7 separate regions of the Mus musculus genome follow, and all the other regions are linked to region 3. The links are chromatin contacts, called in public promoter capture Hi-C and targeted proximity ligation maps. All regions are on one chromosome and are shown on one strand. The core of a region is the stretch at or near the end of the contact, and the rest is flanking DNA. Distances in the headings are between cores, read along the strand shown.

What was found. Promoter capture Hi-C pulls out the DNA fragments that hold promoters and counts their contacts.
Region 1: a promoter capture Hi-C map of second pharyngeal arch cranial neural crest shows a contact between it and region 3, with 6 times the contacts expected there. A contact is called at or near these places in 11 of 39 promoter capture datasets (the C10 cell line, the SN4741 cell line, cranial neural crest and 6 more), 1 of 484 Hi-C or Micro-C datasets (embryonic stem cells), 11 of 130 datasets of targeted methods (astrocytes, bone marrow-derived macrophages, embryonic stem cells and 6 more) and 1 of 9 other capture datasets (macrophages).
Region 2: a contact with region 3 is called in a targeted proximity ligation map of astrocytes, with 3 times the contacts expected there. A contact is called at or near these places in 3 of 39 promoter capture datasets (cranial neural crest and embryonic stem cells) and 6 of 130 datasets of targeted methods (astrocytes, effector CD8 T cells, large pre-B cells and 3 more).
Region 4: a targeted proximity ligation map of pancreatic cancer cells shows a contact between it and region 3. A contact is called at or near these places in 10 of 39 promoter capture datasets (the 3T3-L1 cell line, the C10 cell line, the HPC-7 cell line and 6 more), 1 of 484 Hi-C or Micro-C datasets (embryonic stem cells), 14 of 130 datasets of targeted methods (the NIH/3T3 cell line, the SCID.adh cell line, astrocytes and 10 more) and 1 of 9 other capture datasets (embryonic stem cells).
Region 5: a targeted proximity ligation map of embryonic stem cells shows a contact between it and region 3, with 6 times the contacts expected there. A contact is called at or near these places in 13 of 39 promoter capture datasets (3T3-L1-derived adipocytes, the C10 cell line, cranial neural crest and 6 more), 15 of 130 datasets of targeted methods (acute myeloid leukemia, astrocytes, differentiating embryonic stem cells and 7 more) and 1 of 9 other capture datasets (embryonic stem cells).
Region 6: a promoter capture Hi-C map of liver shows a contact between it and region 3, with 3 times the contacts expected there. A contact is called at or near these places in 4 of 39 promoter capture datasets (the 3T3-L1 cell line, liver and pre-B cells) and 1 of 130 datasets of targeted methods (pancreatic cancer cells).
Region 7: a promoter capture Hi-C map of liver shows a contact between it and region 3, with 3 times the contacts expected there. A contact is called at or near these places in 5 of 39 promoter capture datasets (the 3T3-L1 cell line, hippocampal neurons, liver and 1 more) and 1 of 130 datasets of targeted methods (pancreatic cancer cells).

Annotation. Positions count from the first base shown.
Region 1 is chr19:8,918,417-8,922,007 of GRCm38.p6, reverse strand. It overlaps B3gat3 (beta-1,3-glucuronyltransferase 3 (glucuronosyltransferase I)), which reads right to left and starts at 1,615. Exons shown (of 5, transcript NM_024256.2): 1 at 1,360-1,615; 2 at 28-202. The coding sequence starts at 1,441. Gm36629 (a long non-coding RNA gene) reads left to right here and starts at 166. Exons shown (of 3, transcript XR_003952913.1): 1 at 166-258; 2 at 348-399; 3 at 691-3,409.
Region 2 is chr19:9,051,522-9,054,911 of GRCm38.p6, reverse strand. It overlaps a transcript of Ahnak not described here. Among named protein-coding and RNA genes, the nearest start is that of Scgb1a1, 35 kb to the left of the region's middle.
Region 3 is chr19:9,897,314-9,900,769 of GRCm38.p6, reverse strand. Incenp (inner centromere protein) reads left to right here and starts at 1,281. Exons shown (of 19, transcript NM_001369356.1): 1 at 1,281-1,431. It overlaps Gm50340 (predicted gene, 50340), which reads right to left and starts at 1,092. Exons shown (of 3, transcript NR_168101.1): 1 at 750-1,092.
Region 4 is chr19:8,987,863-8,991,528 of GRCm38.p6, reverse strand. Ahnak (AHNAK nucleoprotein (desmoyokin)) reads right to left here and starts at 2,245. Exons shown (of 5, transcript NM_009643.2): 1 at 2,100-2,245.
Region 5 is chr19:8,940,044-8,943,610 of GRCm38.p6, reverse strand. It overlaps Mta2 (metastasis-associated gene family, member 2), which reads right to left and starts at 1,691. Exons shown (of 18, transcript NM_011842.3): 1 at 1,229-1,691; 2 at 79-146. The coding sequence starts at 1,256. It overlaps Eml3 (echinoderm microtubule associated protein like 3), which reads right to left. Exons shown (of 22, transcript NM_144872.1): 20 at 2,934-3,032; 21 at 2,578-2,708; 22 at 2,029-2,481. The coding sequence ends at 2,278. It overlaps Gm10353 (predicted gene 10353), which reads left to right and starts at 1,221. Exons shown (of 4, transcript NR_165499.1): 1 at 1,221-2,959.
Region 6 is chr19:10,867,823-10,871,213 of GRCm38.p6, reverse strand. It overlaps Tmem132a (transmembrane protein 132A), which reads left to right and starts at 1,435. Exons shown (of 11, transcript NM_133804.2): 1 at 1,435-1,675. The coding sequence starts at 1,588. Tmem109 (transmembrane protein 109) reads left to right here. Exons shown (of 4, transcript NM_134142.1): 4 at 1-554.
Region 7 is chr19:10,893,613-10,896,796 of GRCm38.p6, reverse strand. Prpf19 (pre-mRNA processing factor 19) reads right to left here and starts at 1,566. Exons shown (of 16, transcript NM_134129.4): 1 at 1,329-1,566. The coding sequence starts at 1,347.

The DNA.
Region 1 (3,591 bases), core at 366-2,865, 980 kb after region 3:
GAGCTCCTGAGTGTACCAGAGCCGTACCTGGCGTAGGTGGGGGTAATGACATAGATAGTAGGCAGGGCCTCAGGTTCAGGGGGCTGGGCTGGGACAGGGGGTGGGCGACGGAGATCAGCTTGCAACTGGGATATCCTCAGGTCCTTCTGCCGAAGCTGCTCAGCTGCAGCTCGAAGCGGAGGGAGGCAGTCGCAAGGCTGGCCTGGTACCAGGAAGCACCAACAGGGTGAGCAAGTTGTGACAGAGAACCACAGGATAGTAAGTAGTTCAAAAACCCAGGCCAATTCTTTTTAATTCCTAGCCAATACAGAAATTCCCTTGTAACTTGCTTTTTTTTTTTTTTTTAGAATGGTGTCAGAGACTCTTCACCTTTCACTGTTACTGTGTTACTGTTTTAAGGTAGGTCTTGCTATAATGGCTCCAAGCTGACTGACCTCAGACCTTTAACCCACTGACCTGTTTCCCAAACGGTGTGCCACAACATTCAACTCTTCAATTTTAACCAGTTCCATCTGTCACTCTATTTTTCTTTGCTGGGGCTCCAACCCAGGGCCTTACACTTGTGAGTGTTCTACCACTGTGCTACACCCTCAGCCCTGCCACTATTTTCACTAGTACATTTCGACGATTATCTGTCAGCCTTTCTGTCCTTTCTACCTTCTGATCCTAATTTTACCTTCCACACATAAGGAATATAACAGTCTGAACTAGAGGCTCTCCTGTAATGGCACTACCTGAAAAGCGTTTACCAAGCTCCCACATAAAAGGCTGGATTCAAGGCGCTCCGTGGTCACGTGACCACTGACTTGTCAGTAAGTTCACAGATTCCATTACACGACAAATATTTATTGAATAAAAGGGGGGGGCAGTCCCTACTCCCTAGCTACTTTAGTGGAAGAGGTAGACACTAATAAAGTCATTACAAATTGTGATATGGGCCACTTAGAAAATTAAAAGAGATCAAGACTAATAAGGGTTACTTGAGCTAAGGTGGTCAGGGAAGTCCTGATGTGACATCTGGCCTAAAACCAGGATGAGAAATAGATGGCCTGGAGGTGGGGAGAGCACAGCTGGTCAAAAGCTGGAGGGGACAATGAACCAGGGGGTTCTCAAAAACCTATCAGCAAGCCGGTCTGAGAGGCAGAGCAAGGGGAGGGTGGAAAATAGGTTGCTTGGCGGCGGCGGGGTCATTTGGGGCTTGACCGGTATCCGCGGAGTTGCAGACTGCCGAGAGTTCTACACAAGGGGTCACCGAGGGCTGTCCCGAGGGCTGAGCGAGCGGGAAGCCGCTGTCTGCGGGTCTCATCCCCAGCGCCTTGGGCCGGCCCTCCGCACACCGCCCCGCCCCGCCCCGCTCACCGAGCTGCACCAGAGCGTAGAGGAGGCCGGCGATCGACACCAGGAAGTAGGCAAGAAACACGTTCTTCAGCTTCAGCTTCATGGCCGGTGCCACCGGGGCAGGCGGGGTCCACCGGGACCGGCAGGGACAGGTCCGCCCGGCCCTCCGCCCTCCCGCCGGCCCCGCCCCGGCCGCCCGGGCCGCGCCCCGCCTTCCCCAGGCTCCCTTACTAGTTCCCGGGAACGCGGGACTCTGAGCGACACCTGGGACCACTTCCGGCTAGTGGCGTCCCTCCCACAGGCAGCTTCCGGTCCCGCCTCCTGGTAGGCCATTCAGGGCGTTGACGCTATATCCGCTGGGTCAAGCGGTCGTGGCAGGCTGACCAAGAGCTTGTGTGGCCTAGCTCTATAATCATCTTGAAGCTCCCAATTGAGCACAAGCTCCACCCTTGTCACTGAGTTTTCTAGACTCACTCAACCATCCTTCAGCCTCAGCATTGGCTGCTTAAAGAAACGGTTGTTCATTACTTGTTCAACCAATGAGTGAAATCTAAAACGCACCAGGTGCTTGGCTAGGTCGTTTCCAGTGATTCTCAATCTTCCTAATACTGGGACCCTCTAATACAGTTCCTCATGATTTGGCATCCTCCCCATCATAAAATTCATTTTGTTGCTACTTCAAAACTGTAATTTTGCCGTTAGGAGTTGTGATGTAAATGTTTTCTAATGGCATTCCTGCTGGTCCCTCCTGCTTTGTGCTGATTGTCCTGGTTGTCTGTTAGGTTGTGCCACCGCTGCTTCGTGTTCGCTATCCCTACTCTACCGAACTGAACTGCTGATAGATTCATGAAATGTCTGAGTGGATCAAGCTGCCACTGCTAGCCTGTGAAGTGAACTGCAGATTTCCAGACAACAGACAAAAGCTACTCCAAAGAATCTTTCTAAACATGTCCACATCCCCCGTATCTTTCATTTTCCACAACCTCTGGTGGGTGGTGGACTACAAGGGAGGTTAAAGTGTTTAAGAATCATCATTAAAAATAGGATTTGAAAACAGTTACACATGTTCGTGAGGACCAGAGGACTTTGGAGTTTTAGCCTTGGGACCTCAGGTTTGGTGCTCTAACTGTTGAACCATCTCATCAGCCTTCCAATTTTAGGCCAAAATTATGTCATTACCATGGGACAATTTTTAAAAGTTCCTTCTAGATTTTCCGCTCCACGAGCTGTAGTTTCTTCAGGGTCACCTCTCTTCAGCAAGTGACTACAGAGCTAAAAGTGGGTACCAAGTCTACACTACAACAATGATACTTTATTCACGGATATGTAACAATTTACATATTTAGTCCAGGAAGTAGCTTGTCTAATATGCAGTTTTTCTTTGTCCCACCCCTACCCCCAAACCCCCATCCCCGCCCAAAACAAGGTTTCAGTTTCTCTATTTAACCACCCTGACTGTTCTGGAACTCACTTTGCTAGCTAGGCAAACTCAAGAGATCTGTCTACCTCTGCTGGGATTTAAGGGGCATACACCACCACTGGCCAGCATGTGCACTAGTTTCTATCACCAAAAAAACCTGGGGTAGTGGTACATGTCCGCAATTCCTGGACAACATTGAAAGTGGAGGTAAACTCCACTATATCTCAAGATGGTCAGCATGGCAATGGTGGCACACGCCTTTAATCTCAGCACTTGGGAGGCAGAGGCAGGTAGATTTCAGAGTTCTAGCTTGGTCTACAGAGTGAGTTCCAGGACAGCCAGAGCTATACAGAGAAACCCTGTCTCAAAAAAGAAAGAAAGGAAGAAAGGAAGAAAGGAAGAAAGGAAGAAAGGAAGAAAGGAAGAAAGGAAGAAAGGAAGAAAGGAAGAAAGGAAGAAAGAAAGAAAGAAAGAAAGAAAGAAAGAAAGAAAGAAAGAAAGAAAGAAAGAAAGAAAGGAAGAAAGGGAAAGGGAGAAAAGAAATATAGTCAGCCTAGGCTACCTGGAACCCTGTCCTATTACACAAACTGTTTCTCTTTGCTGAACAATAAATAGTTTCAACATATATTCAATAAAAAAAAACTCACAAAAGAAAATACTATGTTCCTACCAGTAACTATGTTTCTGTTTCAATGTTACATCATAATAAAAACATTTAAAACTCCTTTCATTTAGCTCTGTAAAAACCATTTAGGAATTATCTAGTCACCCTATCATACAAAACAAAATTTCAGAACTTTTTTTCCTGTAACCAAGTATCCACTACTTGTCCT
Region 2 (3,390 bases), core at 387-2,886, 850 kb after region 3:
CCTAGCCTCCCACAGCCCACTTCTCATACACACATTTACATGGATGTGAGTCCACATACATGTGTATGCATACAAACATGCATTTGTAAACCTCTGTGTATATATGAGTGTTTTGTATGTGTATACATACACAAGCATATGTGTGTACCTATATAAACACAAGTGCATGTGTGCATGTATGCATACATACTGTTACACGTACACAGGCATGCATCCACACATACACCCATAATTCCACCATTCAGGAGGTCAAAGTACAAAGATCACATTTTTGAAGATAGACAGGGCTCACATAGTGGGGCCCTGTCTCAAAAAATAAAAACAAAAATCAAGTGCCAGGAGCTCACTCACCCACACTGAACCTCTCCCACATTTTTTGGTTTTGTTTTTGTCTTTTCATTCTTATTCTTATTTTGAGACAAGGTCTCATATAGACTAGGCTAATCTGAAGTTCACCATGTACCCAAAGATGACTTCAAATTCTTTTTATTCTTTTTTTTCTTTTCTTTTCTTTTTTTTTTTTTTTAGTTCTATGCATGGTTTATTTAGCTTAACATCGTGCTATCAAGTTCCAGTTTTTTCCTACAAGTGTCACAATTTCATTTTTTTCATTATGGCTACATAAAACTGCATTTCTTTTATCCACTAATATGTTAATTAGCAGCTAGTCTCCTTCCATCTTCTGGCTATTGTGGATAGCTCAGCAGTGAACAGCGATGTGCCTGTAGATATTGGGATATATTGACTAAGAGTCTTTTGAATAAATGCCAGGGAGTAGTGCAGCTGGGTCATTTGGTGGTTTTATTTTTAGGTTGTTCGTTGATTTAGAATATTGTGCTATCTCCACAATAGCTGCACAACTTTGCATCCCCCAATTGCAGTAAACAGAGTTTTCCCTTTCTTCACACCCCCACTTGTCATTTGTTTGCTTCATGACAGCCACTCTGACTGGTACGTGATGAGATCTAAAAGGGATTTTAACTTAAATTTCTCTGATAGTTAAAGATTTGACTTCAAATTCTTGATCCTTCTGCCTCTAACCCCCAAATTCTGGTATTACAGATCCATGCCTCCTTGTCTATGTCTGTCTGTTTATTAGAGCCTATAACTCCAGGCTAGCCTGGCTCTCATGCAAGGCCCGTTTCAACCTCTCAGATGCTGGGATTATAGATGTGAGTCCATGCCATCTGTGTGTGGATGCGATGTGGCTAGCTGCCTCAATAGCCTGCCACCATGACTTCTCTATCACTGTGCCTAGAACTGTGAACCAAAATAAGCTCTTCCTTCCTTGTATCCTTTGCAAGGAATTTGCCACAGCAGCGAGGAGAGTGAGGATACAGCCCTATTCAAATACTTCCCCTGCAGGCTTTCACTTCACATTCTGACCCGACTCACCTAGGCCAGCTTCCCACACTGTCCTCCTACTGCCCCGTAAGGCCCCTGTTCTCCAGGCACCTCCACTTTGGTTGCCCTCCCTGGGTACCACAAACCCCATCCTCCTCTAGGATCTCCATTACCCCATCTTGTGAGCTACCATTCATATCTCTCCACTTTGAACTCCACCACCCTCTAAATAATAACAGATCAACCTCGCTGCTTCTAAGTAATAACTACCAGCCACCAGCCGCCTCTCCTCCCCCACCCTGTCAAGGGCCTCTCTGTGGCTGTTGGCCTGCCTCCTGCCTGCTCTGACTCATACCAGCCCTCAAGAACCGCATGAATTCAGCCCTCCCTTGATGCCTATGCCAGGACCACACTTCCTCTCCCGCTCTTCCCACCCGCTACCATAATTTCTCAAAGAATGATCCAGACCCTGGCATGAGGATGACCAGAAGCCCTTGTTTAAAATACTCGGACAGTGAAATAAACCAGACACAAAGGCAAACTCTGAATTTACCTTCTGAGGTTACTCAAATAGTTAGCTATGTAGGGACAGAATGGTGGTTGCAGGGGCTCAGGCAGGGGGGCTGGGAAGGTGGTGTTCAACAGGGATGTTCAAGGGGTCTGAGTTTTAGCAGGAAAAGGGGGAAAGGTTCTAAAGATGGATAGCAGTACAGAATGTGAGCTTATTTAAACTAGAGCACTGCACACTTAATGGTTAAAACATGTGGTGTGTGTGTGTGTGTGTGTGTGTGTGTGTGTGTGTGTGTGTGTGTATGTGTGTGTGTAACTTACCTGATAGAGTGCTTACTTAGCATGCATGAGGCCCTGGCTTTGATTCCCCAGTGCCAAACAGCCATGATGGCACATGCTTATAACCTCAATAGTCCATAGGAAGTAGAAGTGAACAGGAGATTCTGACGTTCAAGGTCATACTGGCTACCTAGCAAGCTGAGACCAGCCGGGGACTACAAGAGACCATGTCTCGAAAATCGGTACTAAAACTGGAAATTTTTGTTAAGTACATTCTACTTCAATTCTTTAAAGCTATGAGGAAATCAGAGCCTTGGGAGTTGGGGTACAACACCATATTTTTCACAAGCCCCCTGGTAGTTTTTATGCATCATATGTGTAAGAACCACTTATTCGCCAGGCAGTGGTGGCACACGCCTTTAATCCCAGCACTTGGGAGGCAGTGGCAGGCGGATTTCTGAGTTCAAGACCAGCCTGGTCTACAGAGTGACTTCCAGGACAGCCAGGGCTACACAGAGAAACCCTGTCTTGGGGAAAGGAAAAAAAAAAAAAAAGCAGCTAAAAAAAAAAGAAGAACCACTTTATTGCTTGTGTCATTTTCTGAACAGAACCTGTAATTCCCAGACTTAGTCACACAGTGAGGTCTAGCACAACCTGGAATAGATGAGACCCTGATTACAAAAATAAATGAAGTGTTTAATGTCAGCCAGTTACTAAATCCCCCAGACTTTACTCTCCTGATCTGTAAGATGGACACAACACTGCCTTCTCCGGGATCTTCTTTTTTTTTTTTTGGTTTTTCGAGACAGGGTTTCTCTGTATAGCCCTGGCTGTCCTGGAACTCACTCTGTAGACCAGGCTGGCCTTGAACTCAGAAATTCGCCTGCCACTGCCTCCCAAGTGCTGGGATTAAAGGTGTGCGCCACCACGCCTGTTGTCTCTGGGCTCTTCTGAGGGTTGCATCAGATACAGAACATGACTGCTAGGGTCCTCAGAAAAAGTGATCTGAAAAGCCAGGGGTGGAGGAAGATGACTTTACTCCCAGTACTCAGGAGGCAGAGGTAGGCAGATCTCTATGAGTTTGTGTCCAGCCTTGTCTACACAGAGTTCCAGGCCAGTCAGGGCTACATAGAGAGGCCTGTCTCAAGAGAAGACAAAAGTGAGTTTGAGGGGCTGAAATGGCTCAACAAAAGAAAGTGCTGATGATCTAAGTCTGATTTCTAGAACCTAAGGTAAAGGGAACTGACTCCTACACGT
Region 3 (3,456 bases), core at 32-2,531:
GTGGCAGTAACCAACCAATATCTGATTTGACCTAAGGCCCACTCCACAAGATCGAATCCTGCTTGGGTGAACAACAATCTGAGACAAGATAGCTCAGGGACCTAGGGTTAAACTAAATACTACTGTTCTACTAAAGGAACATAGCAATAAAATGACTCCTAGTGATTGACATTCTGCTACACTCAGATCATTGCCTTGCTCAGCCATCATCAGAGAAGCTTCCTCCTGAAGCAGATAGGAACAAATACAGAGACTCACAGCCAGACAGAGTTTGCACAGCTCTGCATCAGGTTCTTGCATATATGTTATGGCTTCCAGTGCTTTTATGGAATTCCCGAGTGTTCGAACAAGTGGGTCTCTGGTCTTTGTGCCTTCTCTTGGGGCTTTTTTTCTTTGTTTCATCCAATTCAGATATGATAGGTTTTGTATTATCTTATGTTTTACATCTTAGTTTATTATTATCCCTTAGAAGTCTGTTTTGAAAGGGAGTGGATACAGATGGAAGGGGAGGTTAGAACTGGGAGGAGCAGAGGGAGGGGAACTGTATCAGGATATAGTATGTGAGTAAAGAAATCTATTTTCAATAAAAGGAAAAACAATTTAAAAATAAATAAAACCCCTCTGTTTAATCTGTCCAGGGACATTTGTAGTTTCGCCCACCTCTTGGCTACTGAGAATGATTCTATAAAGAAGGTGGAGGTGTTTTATTTTACAGGTGGTGGTGACACACCTTCAACTCAAGACTTTACCTTTATATGTGGCCAGAAAAATTCTCCGTTGTATGTGGCGTCCAATCTGGAGGGTACTTAGCAAACACTTCCGGGTGACAATCGGAGGTCTAAGGAAACATTCTGTAACTATATGCCTGACTGCTCTTGGAGGGAAGGCTCTGTGAGATTTGCAATGTGTTTCTTTTTACTACTGCAAAGTAGCAGAGCTGTCATTCCGAACGCAGAAGCATTCCGGACTTGAAACGAACCAAGCGGCTGGCTCGAAGATAAATAGGCATCCTCCCCAACCAAGCCTGCCTTCGCAGTGCACGCAGGGACTTGTAATTCGTCGCAACCACTTCCTCGCCGGGTAGATTGCCGCAGCTTCCGGAAGTTGGGGCGTGTTAAAAGCGTCAACGTTCTTCTCCCCGCCTCCTAGTCCCACAGATTGACAGCACTAACAGCCAGCAGATAAGCGGACTCGTGCGTCCTGTTACGTGATTGGTTTGGAGTTTTGTAACCGCCCAGACAAACTTAAGGGGAATTGGTTGAGCCACAATTTTGAAAATCGTAGATTCGCCCGCGCTCTTCGCCCGGTAGGTCCTCGCCTGCGGCGAGCTCGCGGTACTGGGAGTCCAGCCGGTCCGGCGTGGCGGGAAGCTTAATCTGCGGAAGCCGCGGACTGGAAAAGGAGTGGTCCGGGAAGACGCGGCGCCGCCGGGTGAGTGAGAACGGGCGTCGGGAGTCGCAGGGTCGCGGTGTTCGGCCACTGGTCCCGGCCTCTTCGCTTCCCAGGATGGGCCAGGGGAGTCACTTTCGCCTATGGGTTGCTTATGGGTGTGGGGATCACTTCCAATGGTTCTAGGCTTGGAGATGAACTTCGAGGCCCTGCACTTGAGTCCTGGGATCCGAGAATGGTCAGTCCTCTTCCCCGCACGCCGGGCCTAACACCTGTGCAGAGCCTGGGCTGCTCTGTAAACCCGGACTTGAGTCTTTTTATGGCAACGGCTGCTCAGCTTCGTCCCAGCTGAGCAGCATTTAAAAACTGACCCAGCTCCGGAGACCGCCCTGCTACTTATTTTGTCATCCCCGCAAGCGTAGGCTCTTGTCAGCGGCGCAGTTCCCTCCAGCTTCCTGCTGCCAAGCGTTGGGATTGTGTCATTCTGAGCTTGAAACTATTGTCCTGGAGGCCTGTGGCTAGTGGTTAAAAAACATTTTAAATCCAGGCTCCGCCCTCCGATTTTCTTGGTGACTTTGACCTAGATTTGTATGTGCATGGGTATCTTGGAGTATGTGGCAAAAAGGAATTGAGAGGTTTCTTGGCATGGAGTAGGACTCTTGAGTGGAAGAGCAGTTTTAGCGATCGATCTTCCTGCTTGGAGGGGTGTGTGTGGGGAGAAATGCTTAGTTCATTTCCTGCACCCCCAGAGGAGATGGCAATTGCTAATCTGCTGAATGGCACAGAAATAGTATTTGTGGAGAGGAAGTGACCTTCCTTCTCCCATGGTAGGGTTTGTTTATTTCGTGGACTGAAGGTGAAGTTACCCAGGAGTCTGATTCTTGTTACACCTCCTCCTTTCCTCAGAGTCACCTTTTCTAACTTTTCAGCGAGGGCTTGCTAGAAAGCACATTTCCCCATGGAAGAAGAAGTGTGGTATTGGACTTGGTGAAAGAAGCGCTCACTCCGATTGTAGCATGAGCAGACATTTTGTAAAATTTCCCATTTGTTACTTTCTTATAGCTCCTCTGCAAGTCTTTGGAGTCCTTGTGCAGTTTTCTCTTCTCTTTGCTGGCCTTGAACTGATGAGGCCTTGGACTTGGCTAGGGCTGTTTTCTGGTGCAGGGGGATAGGGAGACTCAGTGGAGAGGCCATGCTGATGAGTAGCTGGCTGCACAGTTAATGCTTTTTCCTAAAGGCTCAGTGCCCCTATCCATTCGGTTTTGCCCCAGTTAGTGCTGCCTTTGGCCGTTAGGTCAGGGTGTGTTTTGGCCTGTTCTAACATGTGCCTACTGAGTTGCTCACTGAGTGTCCCAGTGTGTGATGGTGAGACAACCTTTAGGATTAGTTGATGGATGAATGAATTCATTCCACAAGTGCCAGACTCTTTTGTTGCTGAGGAAGGCACAAGGCTTACCCTCAGAGAGCAGGTTAGTGGGTAGAGGCCAGCAGTAGGCAAACATAAACAATCACTCATTTGCTGTGCACATAGCTGGAATCTGTGTGTGAGATCTTGGCTTGGATTGGAGGTCTGATCCTCCTTAAGGAGCTGAAAGCTAAGTGAAGAAGCTGTACAAAACAGGAGACAGAGTTCCTAGAGGCCAGAACTTGTTTGAAGGGCAAAAGGGTAGTGTGCCTCATACATCAGGCTGAAGAACTTCAAGGAAGAACCTAGAGGCCACAGTATATGATGGCATTATGTTCCAAGAGGATCAGTAATATAGCCCTTTCTTCCCTGACCTTTTTCTGTAGCTGAGAGGCTGAAGTGTGTATGCATGCTTCTTGCTTTTGAAAGTGTAAGTCATGGTGGGAACTTCCTGTCCTTATATAAGGTGGGATCCGATATATTAGTGCTCATAGCTGCCACCCACTCTTGATCTTTCATGTGTTTACCACTTGGGGTACTGCTTATCGGGGGCCCTGATATGACAGTATCAGAATCCTCCCACTTAGTGTAGGACCTTTGTTAGGATTATATAGTCAGGTCGTACGGCAGATATCCAAGCTCCCAGCTTTTTAAGGCAGTGG
Region 4 (3,666 bases), core at 996-3,495, 910 kb after region 3:
AGGGGTTCCCTTCTACTGCACAATCTGCACACTCTACAGACCAGATACAGGCCTGCCCTCCCCCACACCCCCATAGTTTTTCAAGAAAAGGAAGCTACTAGTTCATTCAGCTTGGGAAAAGGAAAAGAGACCCACCCTACCCCCAGAGACTTCCCTAATAGGGCAGGACCAAAACAGTTCTACTCACCTAAGCCATTCTCAGTGTGGGGAGAGGCCCTAAACATTGCCCACATTGCCCATAGCATCTTCCTGTGTGCCCTCCCCTCTCCCAGTCACCTATGAGGACAGTATCATTGATATGAGGACATGAATCATTGGATCTTGTGAATTCATCCCATCTAGTATACGTTAGGTACAGTAAGATGGTTCCTGCCATTGCTAAAGTTTAAGGGCAAACTGTTTCAAAACCATTTGTTGGGAGTCCTTTTTCTCCTGGGAATTCCAGGTCACTTTCCAAGGATCCCCCACCCCCATCCCCCCAACTACCTCCAGAAGCTTTTCTGCAAATCCCCTCCACAGAACAGGGACATTGAGACAAGTACCCCTGGACACGTGTGTCCTCAGAGACAGCCTAGGGCCACACCCTGCCAAACCAGGGTGCCAACCCAGACATCATGCGCACAATCTTCTGTGGTCACATTGTGCAGAAGTGACAATAGAGTGAGCAGGCAAGCACACACACACACACACACACACACACACACACACACACACACATACCAGGGACACTACGTTGTCAAGGCTCCACTCCATTTGACTTGTAGGATATCCCCGGGTCACCCCAAGAGTCTTCAGTGCTCATCGCCATGTACAGCTAGCCCTGATGTCAACCCAACGCCACCAAGGTTCTGCGTCCCCCAAATCTGCCTCGGCACTGAAAGGGGCTCCAGCCAGAGGAGGCCCAGGCTCCCGCACACTGCACATCCCCTCCCTGCATGGGAAAGCCTTACATAACACAGCTCTCTGCACACACCCTAAGCATGTTGCCTTTCCAACCCCACAGTAGGATCTTGCCCCCCGCCCTCTCCGCTGGCGCGCACTGCAAAAGTGAAGGGTTCCAAAGGAGAGCAGGGAAGTCCTTCACCTACGCCCTGCGCTCCGGCCCCCACCGCCTACACACGGCCTCTTTCCCCCTCCGCTTTGCCCCTCACCCCCACCCCCACCCCCGAATTCTGGTTTGAATTAGTCACCGGCTCCAACCACTACATTCCTCAGGCTGCTGGAATCCAGCCAGGCGCTGGGGCGGGGGCCATCCCGCCCGGACGAGTTTGGGAGTGGGGTGGGGTGGGGAGAAAGCACCGCCCCTAGAAGGAGCAAGGGAGGTTCTGGGGACTGTGTCGATTGCACAGCCCCCTCCCCGCCCACCCAGCGCAGGAATCTCCCTAATTATGTCCCCCACCCCCCCTCCCACTCCCACCCATCCCACAGGGAGGCACGCTGCAAACTTCCAGGCTCCGACGCCCTGGAGAAAGAAGGGAGTTTTCTGGATCTGGAAACACAGAGGGGCAAGACTAGGGCGGGGCAGTTGAAGGGGAGCTGTTAAAGTCGCCGCTAGGAGCCAGAAAGGGAGAGGCTGGTGGTACAGAGCAGGGTGGGGCCGAGGGGAATCCGGACGCGAAGTTCGAGATGGAGGTGTGGGGAGCCGCGAAAGACAGCAGAGGGGGCACGCGGTGCAGGGGCGCGGGAGGGGCGATGGGGCTCTTGGAAACTTCTCCAGTAAACATGGTATAGGAACCAAGTAGCGCTCTGAGCCGCCGCCCCAAAGAGATGGAATCGGTCAGGGACCACCAGATCAGGAACGCCCTGCACTGCAGTTGGAACGACAATACATCCGCGGGAAAAAACTAAAAGCGCAGCAAAGCACACTTCGAAGCGATTTTCTAACTTAGTTAAACTTGGCCCCAACTCCGGAGAAAGAGCTTTACTCCCGAAGCGTGACGCGTCGCCTGCCCCGGCGGCCGCAAGCGGCCAGGTTTGCTCCCAACAGTCGGAACCCTCGTAGTGACACTACCGCAAATGCACCTTGTCCGAGTCCCTCTCTCCCCTGGTCGCCCGAACCCTGGCCCCACACCTTACCGCCCAGCGCTCCGCTTCCCTACCTGCGGGCTCAGCCCCAGGACGCAGCCATAGCCGGCGAAGGGCCCGAGGTCGCAGTGCTGACTGCTGGCGACGGCGAGCCCCAGTCGGGGCGGGTCTGGCAGGGCGGACAGTGCAGTCCCCGCGGCAGAGCTGCTCCAAGTGGCCGGGCCCCCGTGCGCGGAGGCGGCTCTTGTAACTCGGGCGGGTCTGCCCGGAGCTGTGGGGAGAGGGCGGGGCCGGGCGGGGCCCGAATAGGGCAAGGACCCGAGAGCACGACTAACACTGAAGCCACCCTGGAATGGGCCGGTGAAGGGAGAAGGTTGAGGGGGCTCAGGGACGAGGAGGCGTCGCCTTTTCCCCTCCCCTATCCCATCTATTGCTCCTGTCCCGGCTCTGGATCTTCCCACCCCATTTTAAACAGTGTGTGTGTGTTCACCGGCAAGAAATTCCTGGAAGCACGCAGGGGCACAGATTCACAGTCGGAATCCAGAGTCAACCTAGTCTGCAGAAGAGCCAAGAAGCTCAGATGATTCAACCTCGACCTCCAGCCTCCACACAGACCTTTGAGCTTTCTCTCAAGCTCAGATACATTAATCCCAGGCCCCAGCCTCCTCTCCCAGTTCCCAGGCTTCTTGCAGCCTCGCCCCGTTCCTCGCCTTCAGGCTCTCTCCTCTTCTACAAAACACACTGACTCTAAGACTTAGATCCGACCCCTAGGAATGGAGTCACCTATGCACCACACCACGGTGCTGTTCTTCATTGCAGCGACACCAGTCAGGCCTGCAGCTGTTGGACGCACCATGGAACAACTCACTCTCTCCTGTAAACTCTGTCCCCCATGCCTTTTGGGTATTTTATTTGGGGGAGGGAGCACAGACTGTGTAGCCCGGCCATCACAGAACTGGCTAGAACTGACAGCCTTACAGATTCCCCTGCCTCTGCCACCCTGGGACTAAAGGCATGAACCACTATGCCCCAGTAAGCTTGAGGAACCCAAGATCCAGCACTTTCTTTGCATTCCCAGGCCTTCTGCGCCTCTCACAGCTCCTCCCCCATATTTCCATTTGCAAGTTGCTCCGCTCCCCAATTTACAGCCATTTCCCACAGCCACTTCTAACTCTATGTGGATTTTATTAAATGCTTAATGATGGGGTTGCAGAGATGTTCTGGCTGCATCCCCCCTCCGCACCTCCCTTTTTCTCCTTCCCTATTGAGTTCTACCCTCTCTGGCAGGTGGCTACCCAGCTGCCCACTCCAGTTTCCCTTCCTTCCCAAATGCCCCAAGAGGCCTCAAGCTGGAGAACTGAGACCTTGGCCTGAGGCAGGAGCACCTTCGCTCCAAGATCATGAGTGGGCTGGGGCTGAGACCAGCCCTGCCCTGTCCTCTGAAATGGCAAACATGTTTGCAGGCTAAAAATATCAGCCAAGTCTGCTGCCAGCCCTGGGGGCTGTGTCCAGGTCCAGTTACCACACAGGGTACAGGCGATGGGGGGAGGGAGACAACAGAAGGGAGTGACAGAGAACAGACACAGATGTAATGGACACACCAGGGTGGAGAGAAATGTAGGTAGAAATTCAGACAGGCAT
Region 5 (3,567 bases), core at 442-2,941, 960 kb after region 3:
AGCAAGTTCCAGGCAGCCAAGGTTACATAATAGAGAGACCCTGTATCATTAAAAAAAAAAAAAACCAACTCCACTCACCTTATTGAGCTCCTCAATCCGTCTAACCAGGTAAGGATTGCTGGAGGAGTTCTCAAAATAGACGTAATCTGTAGGAGGTGGGGAAGAAACAAGAGGATCAGAGGAGAGGGCACCCAGATGAAAAAGTCGCTCTGTGTGGACCAAAATGAGACAAAATTCTAGATAGAGATGAAGTGGAGATGAGCAAGAGGAGAGAGTTAAGAAAATAAGTACTAGTCATTAGCTGGACAGTGGTGGCATATGCGTTTAATCCCAGCAGTCTGGGAGACCAAAGCAGGCTCTTGGTTCAAAGCCAGCCAAGTCTACAGCTCAAGTTCCAGGACAGCCAGGGTTACACAGAGAAACCTTGTCTCAAAAGAAACAAGGGGGAAACCTGCCTCAAAAAGGAAATGGGGGGTGGGGGAAGAGAAGAGAGAAAAAAAGAAAAAAAAAAAAAAAAAAAAGGAAGGAAGGAAAAGAGATATTATGGAAATACTTTGCCAGGCAGTGGTGTCACACACCTTTAATTCCAGCAGTCAGGAGGCAGAGGCAGGCGGATCTCTGAGTTCGAGGACAGCCTGGTCTACAGTATGAGTCCCAGGACAGCCAAGACTACACAGAGAATAAACCTTGTCTAAAAAGAAACAAGGAAAAAAGAAGAAAAAGGAAATGAGTTTTTACCCCCTACCCCTGCAACACCCAGTTCTAAAGTCAGATCTTCACTCAAAAGTGAGACTTAAGAAACAAGAACAAGAATTTCCCTGGAGTCCATACAACTTTGCACTCAAGTTGCATCCTTGTATAGGAGAATTGAGTAAACTGTTCAGGCCCCACCTTCGCGAACGCACAAGCCGCCACAGAAAAGAAAACCCCTGCGCGCCTAGCCCCTAGCGCGGCTGGCCGGACGGTGGGTCACTCGGGCCCCTTCCAAAGCCAAGGCCACTTCCAGCCCGGCGATCCAGTCACAGGTCTCAAGAGCACCGTTACGGCTGCAGGTAAGCCTCTGCGGTAGACTCTGCGCCCGATAGCGTCGCCGCCGCGGAACCATGGCTCTTGATTCCGGTTCCGGTCGGTGCCGCGGCCCACACGACCCCAGATGTGGCTCCCCCGCGCCTGCGGACACCGAGTCTCCCTGATCCCGGCCTCAGCCTCTTCCGCTCAGGGTACTCACCTCCCACCCGGTACATGTTAGCCGCCATGGCCGTTCCCGCCGCCGCCTCCGGCCACACAAAGAGGTCCCGGAGGCTCGCGGGGGCAAAGCTCAGCTCCAGACGAAGCCCCCAGCGCGTGGCTGACGCTTCGCGGAAGTGTCGATGGGGCCCGAGCAGCCGGCACCTCTGCTCGCTCAGCCGCCGCGGCTCATCACTGCCCGCGCGACGACGACACTGCTATAGCCTCACGCCGGGACACCGAGGCCAGCTCCGGTCTACTCGGCTTCTTCCGGAACGAGCTCGATTCCTGCCTGACCGGAGTGAGGTTCCAGCTCCTAGCGTCCTCACCGAGTCCCAGCAGACGTCGTGCGGTGCCAACCGCTGGCAAGGTTTGCCCTGCCCGCGTCCGGGTTCGCCTCCTTCCGGAACACCTTCGGCCGATCCGGAGAACAAGGCCCAGCGCTCGGCTCAGGTCGGAGAGCAAGACCCCGCAGATCGGCCACTTCCGGAAGGAACTCGGCTCCTTTCGCTCAGCCGCGGCCTCGCGCTCGGTTATTTCCGTTGCAGCTCGACCCCGCCCCTGAGGGCGGTGAGGAGCCGGAATTAACTCTTTGCACTATGGGTCCTAGCAGCTCCCCGGCAGTGGCGTCGAAAGGCGCGCGCGCGCCCTCACTCTTCTTGAGGTTATTTGCAAGCCGCTTTGCCTGTTATTTGCATATTTGGTCTGAACTCCCTTTTCTCTTCCCGCCCTGCACTTTTTTCTTTCATCCTAACACAACTGGGCCCCTGAGGGGACCCGCCGCACAAAAGCACCAGGCAGTTACTTTTTTCTTTTTATTGCCCCTCACCGAGCAGAGGGTGTCGGAGCTGGGTTGCCTGGCTCAGCCAGCAAGTCTGTTGTTATTTTGTGTGCAGTGGGGTGGTTAGCCCCTCCAGAAAAATGCGCAATTGGGAATGTATGAAGTCAAAGAAAAAGCCAGCACAGGAAAAGACTGTCCTTGGTCCTAGGGGTTTTGGCCAGGGTGGGGCCAGACCACAGTACCAGAGGGACAAGACCATCCAGCATCAATCACACGTCCAGGGAGGAGGCAGGGGACAGAGAGGGCGTTCTAGATGGTGTGGCAGGAGCGGGCCCAGAGCTCCCTGCCCCCAGCACTCGCCACTGAAAGATGCTAGCATCCTTGCCACCTAAGGAGACAAGGTATGAGTCGTCGTGCGTGAACCGGACACTAGTCACATGGCTGCCATGGCCTGAGTACATACGACTTGGCGCCTAGATGAGAGAAAAAAAAAAAAAAAACAACTGGTTGCAGCAATGGCAGGGTACCAAACCTACCCACCTGGGCCCAATGGTCCCCTGAAGCCTCACCTTGGCTCGAGCACATGGGTACTGAAAGAGGTGTACTTTGCAGAAGTCGTCTGCCACAGCCACCACCCGTTCATTGTGGGAGCGGCAAAGGGAGTTGATGTCTGTCCCATCAGAGCCATCAGGCCACACACCTAACACAACAGGTGGCCTGAGTCAGGCTGCTACCACAACCTAGAGTTGCAGTGTTTCAGGTCTTCAGGTTGCCACTGCGCTCCAGACAATCCCAAGGGGCCTCCTAGCCTGGATTTGCCACTATGACCCCCACCCCGAGGTGGCACACGCCCAGGATTCTGAGGGCAGAATGGGTTCTTCCTTGTTTCCCCAGCCCTCCTAACGGATTCCAGATCCTGGCTCACCATAGACGTGGAAGCCCAGCACACAGGTATAGGTAGCCCACTCCCGGTCTCTGCTCTCATAGCGGTTCCTCAGCAGTTTGCAGCCTCCAGCCACATCCCCTAGGTGGAAATCGCCTACTCAGCCGTCATTCTTCCCTCACTTGACGACATGAACTGATCATAGGCATAGCGTCCACTATGAACCCCACTGTGTGCTTCCCAAGTTCTCACTGACTTGGCTTGGCTTTAAGTTAGGCCTGCATGATGGTGCAGATCCTTAATCCCAGTCCTAGTGGGGCAGACAGATCTCTGAGTTGGGGGCCACCCTGGTCTACAAACGCAGGTGACAGAGGGAACCCTGTCTCAGAAACAGAGAATGTAGCCTTAGACATGCCTAGAGCCTCTGGATAAAGCACTAACAGTTTCTCATCAGCTGCCCCTCCCCCACTTGCCCTAAGGAGCTATCCTAAAGCACTGTCTTCTTGGTGCAGCCGGCTTTTTCCTTTGTTTTGGTTTGTTTTGGTTTGGTTTTTTTTTTTTGGGGGGGGGGGTTGTTTTGGTTTGGTTTTTGGTTTTCCGAGACAGGGTTTCTCTGTATAGCCCTGGCTGTCCTGGAACTCACTTTGTAGACCAGGCTGGCCTTGAACTCAGAAAT
Region 6 (3,391 bases), core at 186-2,685, 970 kb before region 3:
AGGAGTCAGCAGCACCCTCCAGGTGCCCCTTGCCACACTGAATGTGGGAAAGTGTGCTGTGGCTACTTCGTGGTCAGAGTGAGCCCCTTGCAGAATCCCCACTCCAGCAAACAAAGCAACGGCCCTGCTGGGATTGTCGAATCTCCCTTGAGGGTTTCAGGGACCTTGAAAAGGGCAGGAGGACCTGCTGTCTTGCAGTTTTACCCCTGTCCACTCTCTGCCATCCAGAAGCAAGCGTTGGTCAGTGTTGTGTCCCAGTAGCTGGGAAGGGCACGGCTTTGCCCTGATCTGTTCTGCAGGGCTAGGAGTGAGCCTGCCACTAACCCCTCTCCACCACTTGCTCACTCTTGGCCTTGGCCTTGGCCTTTAGGTCCCTGGTGGAGGGAGATGACCCATGCCAGGTCCAGCACAAGATGTGAAGATTAAATGCCTATTCTTACTGAAGGTTTGATGTGGAATCATGGCTGCAGTGATATGTTTTTATCAGCGCTTGGTGGTTTTAAAGTGCATGCTATTTTATTATCTTCTTCTGAATAAAATGTATTTACTCAAAAGTCTCTGCTGACAAACTCTCTTCCTTCTGGACTTCTAGCAGAAATCTGTTGGGAGGAAGGGAGGGCTCAGGAAGGCAGGATGTACCTGGTACCTTTCCCCCTAGGACTCTGGAGGGAGGCATGCACTCTCTTGGAAAGCTTGCAGATCTGGCAGCTCTGTTGGGACTGAAGTTGCCCCTTCCTGCAGGGTGCTTATATTGCTAGCTTGGGGAACCTGGAAAAACTGGCTTCCCTCCCAGACTCAGGAATTTACTGAATAAGGTTCTCAATGTGGCTCCAGGTGGTTCTGCTCTTTTGTGTAAGGCCCGGGCACGTTTCTGTTTCTTTTTCCTCTTTAAGTTGCCATGGAGATGCCAAATCTGGACCTCTCCCAACACTACCTGAGGGCAAGGCTAGGTGGCACTGGGAGTCAGGACTCCCTCAGAAGGGTTGACCAGCCTACACCCTTCATCCTTAGGGACTCTTTCTGGGATAGGTTTGGGCATGAGACAAGCTGCCTCCACGGATGGCCTAAGGTGGTCTGGCCTGGTTTGGCCTCTCCTTTTCTGCCCCAGCAGCTCTGTTCTCTTATGTCCCTGAATTCTAGATGCCTTCACAGGTGAGATGCCTGTGGGGAGGGTATGAGGCAGAGGAAACGGGTTTTGTTTGTTTTTCTCCTTGATCATCGGCTTCCACGAGGAATCCCAGAACGCACCTTGTGCTTCCTGGCAGAGGACATCAATCTGCTTAGTCTCCAGGGACGCTGCCTTATTCCAATCCTAGGCACCCTAGGCACGGGGCCACGCTCTGGGTTTTGGGATCCGCAGGGCACTAGGACCCGGCGGGGCGAAGGGGACAGCCCATGTGCCTGCGTTCCCTCCCACCCCACTGCTCCTGCTCCATTGTCTGGGAACTGCAGCCGCGGGCCGGCGGCGCAGGGAACTAGCTGGCCACAGCGGCTGGCGCGGAGCGGGCGCGGGAGATGTGGGGACAGATTGCAGCCACCTGAGCCGCGCGCCGGTTACCCTCCTTTGGTGGGAAGGAGTGCGCCTCGATGACTGAACGCAAGGCTGCGGCCCCTCGGGGGCCCTACGGTGCCTGGTTCTGCCTCCTGGTGGCTCTCGCCCTGGAAGTCGTGAGAGGTCAGAGGGAAGGGAGGGGTGGGGAGGGGCGACCTGGCCCTGTCCGTCCGAGGCCACGCGCCATTGATGCCCCCAAGCCACTGGACTCTAGAACTAAACCTAGAGCGATGCCCTGGAGAGGTCTAACCTTGGGAAACCGGTTCCCAGCCAACAGCCCTTTGGCTTTCTTCTCTGTGCACCACCTAGATGCTCCTAAAGTCTTTTCACTCCCATCTTCACTAGCCCGGTCCCAACTCCTCTGCGAGCCCCTCTCCAGCCGCGACATCTAACCCGGCTGCCCTGCTTCCCCGTGCACCACCTCTTCCTAACCTGCAGTTCTAGTCCCCAGAAACCCGCTGGTTAGTCACAGGAATGCAAAACAGGCTCTTTGCCTGAGACCCGAGAGATATGCCTCTGCCCCCCCCCCTCTCTCCCTTTCCCCCTCTCTCTCTCCCCCTCTCTCTCCCTGTTCCAAGGAGATCTCCAACATTGGAGTCTTCTGGGAGAGTCCCAGCCTTGCCTTTCCGAGCCCTTGTGGGTGCACCCATCACTGAGTACGAAAGGGGCAGCAGCTACCGCGTGCCTGCCATAAGCTGGGGCTGAAAGGTGGAAGATGTTATGGGAATTGGGAGATGGCGAAGTAGTCTCTACCTTTCTGCCCCCATCAAGAGGGCTGGATTCTCCGTGATGGGAGACCATGGAAGTCCGTGGGAGTCAGGCTACTGAGCATCTTGTAATTATGGAAACATTGAATTAGAAGGTGGACCGGAGCCACCCTAAGGACCAACAACAGTCACTCACTTGTTACCCTTAGGGATACTGGTGCGCGGGCGCGCGCGCGGGGGGGGGGCACTCTAGAGAAAAGCCCCGCCGTCCCAGCTCAGCTGTGGGGCTGAGAGAGCTGGTTCTGGAACTTCTTTTAGGTACCTGCTCCAAACCCTGCAGAACCAGTGGGGGTCCTAATAACCCCTCCACAGTGAGGGAAGGAAAGCTTTTTCATTTGGCTCACTAACAATCTCACTTCCAGTATGATCTACACCAAGCTTCCAAAACCCTCCCCTGCTCACCGGGTTATGAAATACTCCCACCCCTTGTACCAGTGAGGAAGGAAACCCAGGCTCCAAGATGCTGGTGACTGGCCCATCTTTCATGGAGTAGAGCTAGGGCATAAAGTCAGATCTCTCCCCTTATCCCCCAAACCTCTTCAGGGAGAGTCATGGGAATTACAGAATGAGTAAGACAGAGCCTGGGGTTCACATAATACAGGAGAGGCAGCAGAGCCAAGCCCATGGACTGCACTTGGGGTTCCAGGTACTCTGGAGAAACGGGAGGATTGTTCCCCATCTTAGAAAAGCAGTAGCAGCAAGCAGAGCCGGAACAAGGTGTCCAGCAAGGGGCTGAATGACCACAGAAGGCTTCCTCGAGGAGGCAGGGTGTACTCTTGACCCTGAAGGAGGGTGGGGGCACAGTGTGAAGGCCACATGGCATGCTGGGGTTGCCCTGGATGGAACGGCTGGGTAGCTAGGTGGTGAGATCCTGACTGGCCTCTCAGGTCCACTGCAGGTTGGAGAACCCTCATACATCATTTTTTACATCCATTAAGTGGAATTTGTAGTAATAGAATTTAATCCAAAGAATTGTGTGGGAACTGAAAGACTTACTACATGTAAAATTGAATCTGTGTGGGGTTAAGTGCTTTAAAAATTGTTACTATTTGGGGATGATAGTACAAATCAA
Region 7 (3,184 bases), core at 317-2,816, 1.0 Mb before region 3:
CAGACTTGTTTCTCTACCTTCCCCTAAACAGGGTCAACTGGTTCACTTTAGCAGACAAGTGGAAGCTACCTCCACATCAGACTCTTCTGAAAGCTGCTCTAAGATAGCGACTTGTCACATCACAAAACAGCTCTTATTCACCACACAATTCTATTCAGCCTCCCATAGGTTGTGAGTCACCATCCTAAGGTTCAAGCTCCTATTCTTCTCCGTGGCTTCTCTTAGAATCACCTATTTTTGCAGGACTCCCATGCATGTGTTATTAAGTATGGATTTGTGCCATATTTAAAACCCGTATCTTGTACACGGCCTTCCTGTCCTATTCTGTTGGTTTATCACACTACTCGACGACTAAAGCTTTCTGGGAGCTTTCCCTCTTCTACCAGAGGAAGGATAGCCCTGGGCACGTAAGAGTGTGGTCTCAAAGATGGAAAGAAAACAAATCGTTTGTAAATACTTTGCAAACTGCAATTTCTCTAGTATGAGATTTCCTTTTCTGCTTGTCATTTCCCTCCTCCTTTTCCTTCTTTGAACTAATGGCAACGTTCTGAGAGGGAAATAGAGAAGGCGAGGAATCTAGTAACGTGGTAAACAATATGGGAGAACACCCGCAATGCCGTAATACAACACCCCAAGACAGGACAGCATAGTGCACGGGAAAACCATGGATCCAGGCTCAAAGAGCCAAGCTCCACTGCTTAGCTTCCTCGCACACCCCTAGGTAAACCCATTCTTCAAGACTTCCGACACCCTCTGTAACTCACGGATCTTTATTTCCCTTCAGACAATTCTTGTAAGCATAAAATGAGATCACCGTTTGGAAATGCATCGTAAATCAATACAGGTTTTCTAAACATTCGCTGTTTTCATTAGTCATACTGCGCGAGGCTAGAAGCCAGACACCTGGCTTCCAGCCCTGTCTCGAAGTCACTGCGTGATCTCTGCAAATCGGAAAGTCCGATTCCTAAGCGAGGTTTCCCAAGCAATGCCCACTGCAATGCTTTCAATTTTGCAGATGGGGAAACTGAGGCCCAAACCCGCTAGAGCCCAGATCACAATTGGAGGCGGATCCTGGGCATGTCCTCGGGTTTTTTGACACCAAGAGCTGTTTTTCACTGCACCAGCTCCTCCCCCCCACTTCTGCTCAGGCCTGTCTCAGCTCTGTAAAACGACGCCGGTTTCAAAAGACCCCTGAGACAGTCATTCTTCCCAGCTACGTGAATTGCGCAGCCCTGCGCAAATGCACCCTGCACGCAGGGCCGGGAGCTCCAGGGCCCGAGCCACAGGGGCCACACACGCTCCCGCCTCCCGCCGCAGCCAGCACTCACTCGAGCAGATCAGGGACATGGCGCCGTCGTAGCGCTGCTGCCAGTCGCCTCACAGAGGGTTCCCGGTTCTCTGCAGCCTCCGCGGGCCACTTCCGGTCCCCCGCCGCTTCCGGAGCGCTCGGACGCGGGTAGACAGCTGCCCAGCGTGGCGATGCTCGCACAACTGCTTCACGTGGGGAGGTGGCCGGTGGCGCGCCTCAGCCTTCTGCAGCTAACGGAAACTGCCCTTTCCCAGCATGCAACCGAGCAGGAAAAGGCCCGCCTCGAAACACTCGGCTGTTTCCGCATTGGCTCGGCTTCTTCCGGCGAGCGCTCCAAGAGGCCTGAGGCGGGAAGGAGAGAAGAAACTACATTTCCCATGAGGCTGCGGGGACCGCCAAGGCTCTTTTTTTTTTTTTTTTTTTTAGATGGAGCTGCTGTCACCTAGGGAACACTAGTCTTTGAAATGGTCGTGTGCAAGACAGATTTTTCAGGAGCTTGTAAAAGTGCAGATTCCTAGAGTCTGCCTTAGAGAGTCTGTAGGCATGATTCGGAGACCTGTGTTCCTTGGCCGGCTTTTGAGAAACAATGTGACCCTGTAAATAAAGCACAAATGAGTAAAGAAACTAACACTGCCTAAATTCTTGCTCTGGAAATATGGGCAAGCCAATGACTTCGTTGCCTGCTACGTTTTAAATATAGTCTGTTTTGTAAACTCAAGGGAATTTAGTTCCCAGCGTCTTATGTGTACGTTTAAAAGAATGGAAATTTGATGGGTGTGTTTGCAGAAGTCTTTAAACACAGGCACTGGGCTTCAGAGGCAGGCAGATCTCGGAGTACAAGTCCAACCTGGTTATATAGTGAGCTCCAATCCAGGGCAGTCAGAGCTGTGTAGAGAGAACATGTCTCAATAAGCAACCAAACAGTAAGAGTGGAAAGTTAGCACGACTATGGTGTTTTTCTGTGGTTTTGTTTTTGTTTTTTTGAGACTGGGTTTGTGTGTGTGTGTGTGTGTGTGTGTGTGTGTGTGTGTGTGTAGCCCTGGCTGTCCTGGAACTCAGTCTGCAGATAAGGCTGGCCTCAAACTCAAAGATCTTCCTGTCTCTGCCTTTTGAGTGCTGAAATCAAAGGTGTGTGTCATTACTATCTAGCTTAACTGTGGAATGTAGAGGTGGGATCTTTAGAATAAGACATTACAAGAATCCTGGTGGAGTTCATATAGGGAAAGAAAGAGTGAACAGGCACAAATGAACCAGTTGACTTCCATGGCAATGTGACACCAGCAAGGAAGAGGCCCTAGACATTGCCCACGTCATTCTCTTTGAACCTTGTGCTTCTAGAAATTTGAGCAAGGAGAACCCTCTTTTCTTTAAAGTAGCCTACCTCAGGTGTTTTGTTATAATAACAGTTCCCTGCCTCCTGCCAACTTCTTTTGTTTTCTCTACTAAAGACCGGACCAGATCGGCTACCAAGCCTGATACCCGAGTTCAGTCCCCAAGACACCCCCCCCACACACACACACACACAAGCACACACAGTAAAATAAATAAATAGGCTAGGCCTGGTGGCACATTGAGAGTAAGTAAATAAACTAAAATGGTATCAGTCATAATGGAGTTCTATGGTAGCAAATTAAAACTAGCTTTCTAACCTTCTAAGAAATCAGGACAGACAGAGGCAATGGCCACATGTCCTAGCCCTGCCAATCACAGCAAGCATGGTAACTATGTTCTGCCTGCCTTGGTCCTTATGAAAAGTACACTGGAGAAATCTGACCTATCAACCAGTCAGATCTCTGCACTTCCCTCTTTGTCTCCTAGCCTCCCAAGGAAAACATGCTCAGGCCTTCTCTTTTGTTTTATTTCTGCTTCCTGTCT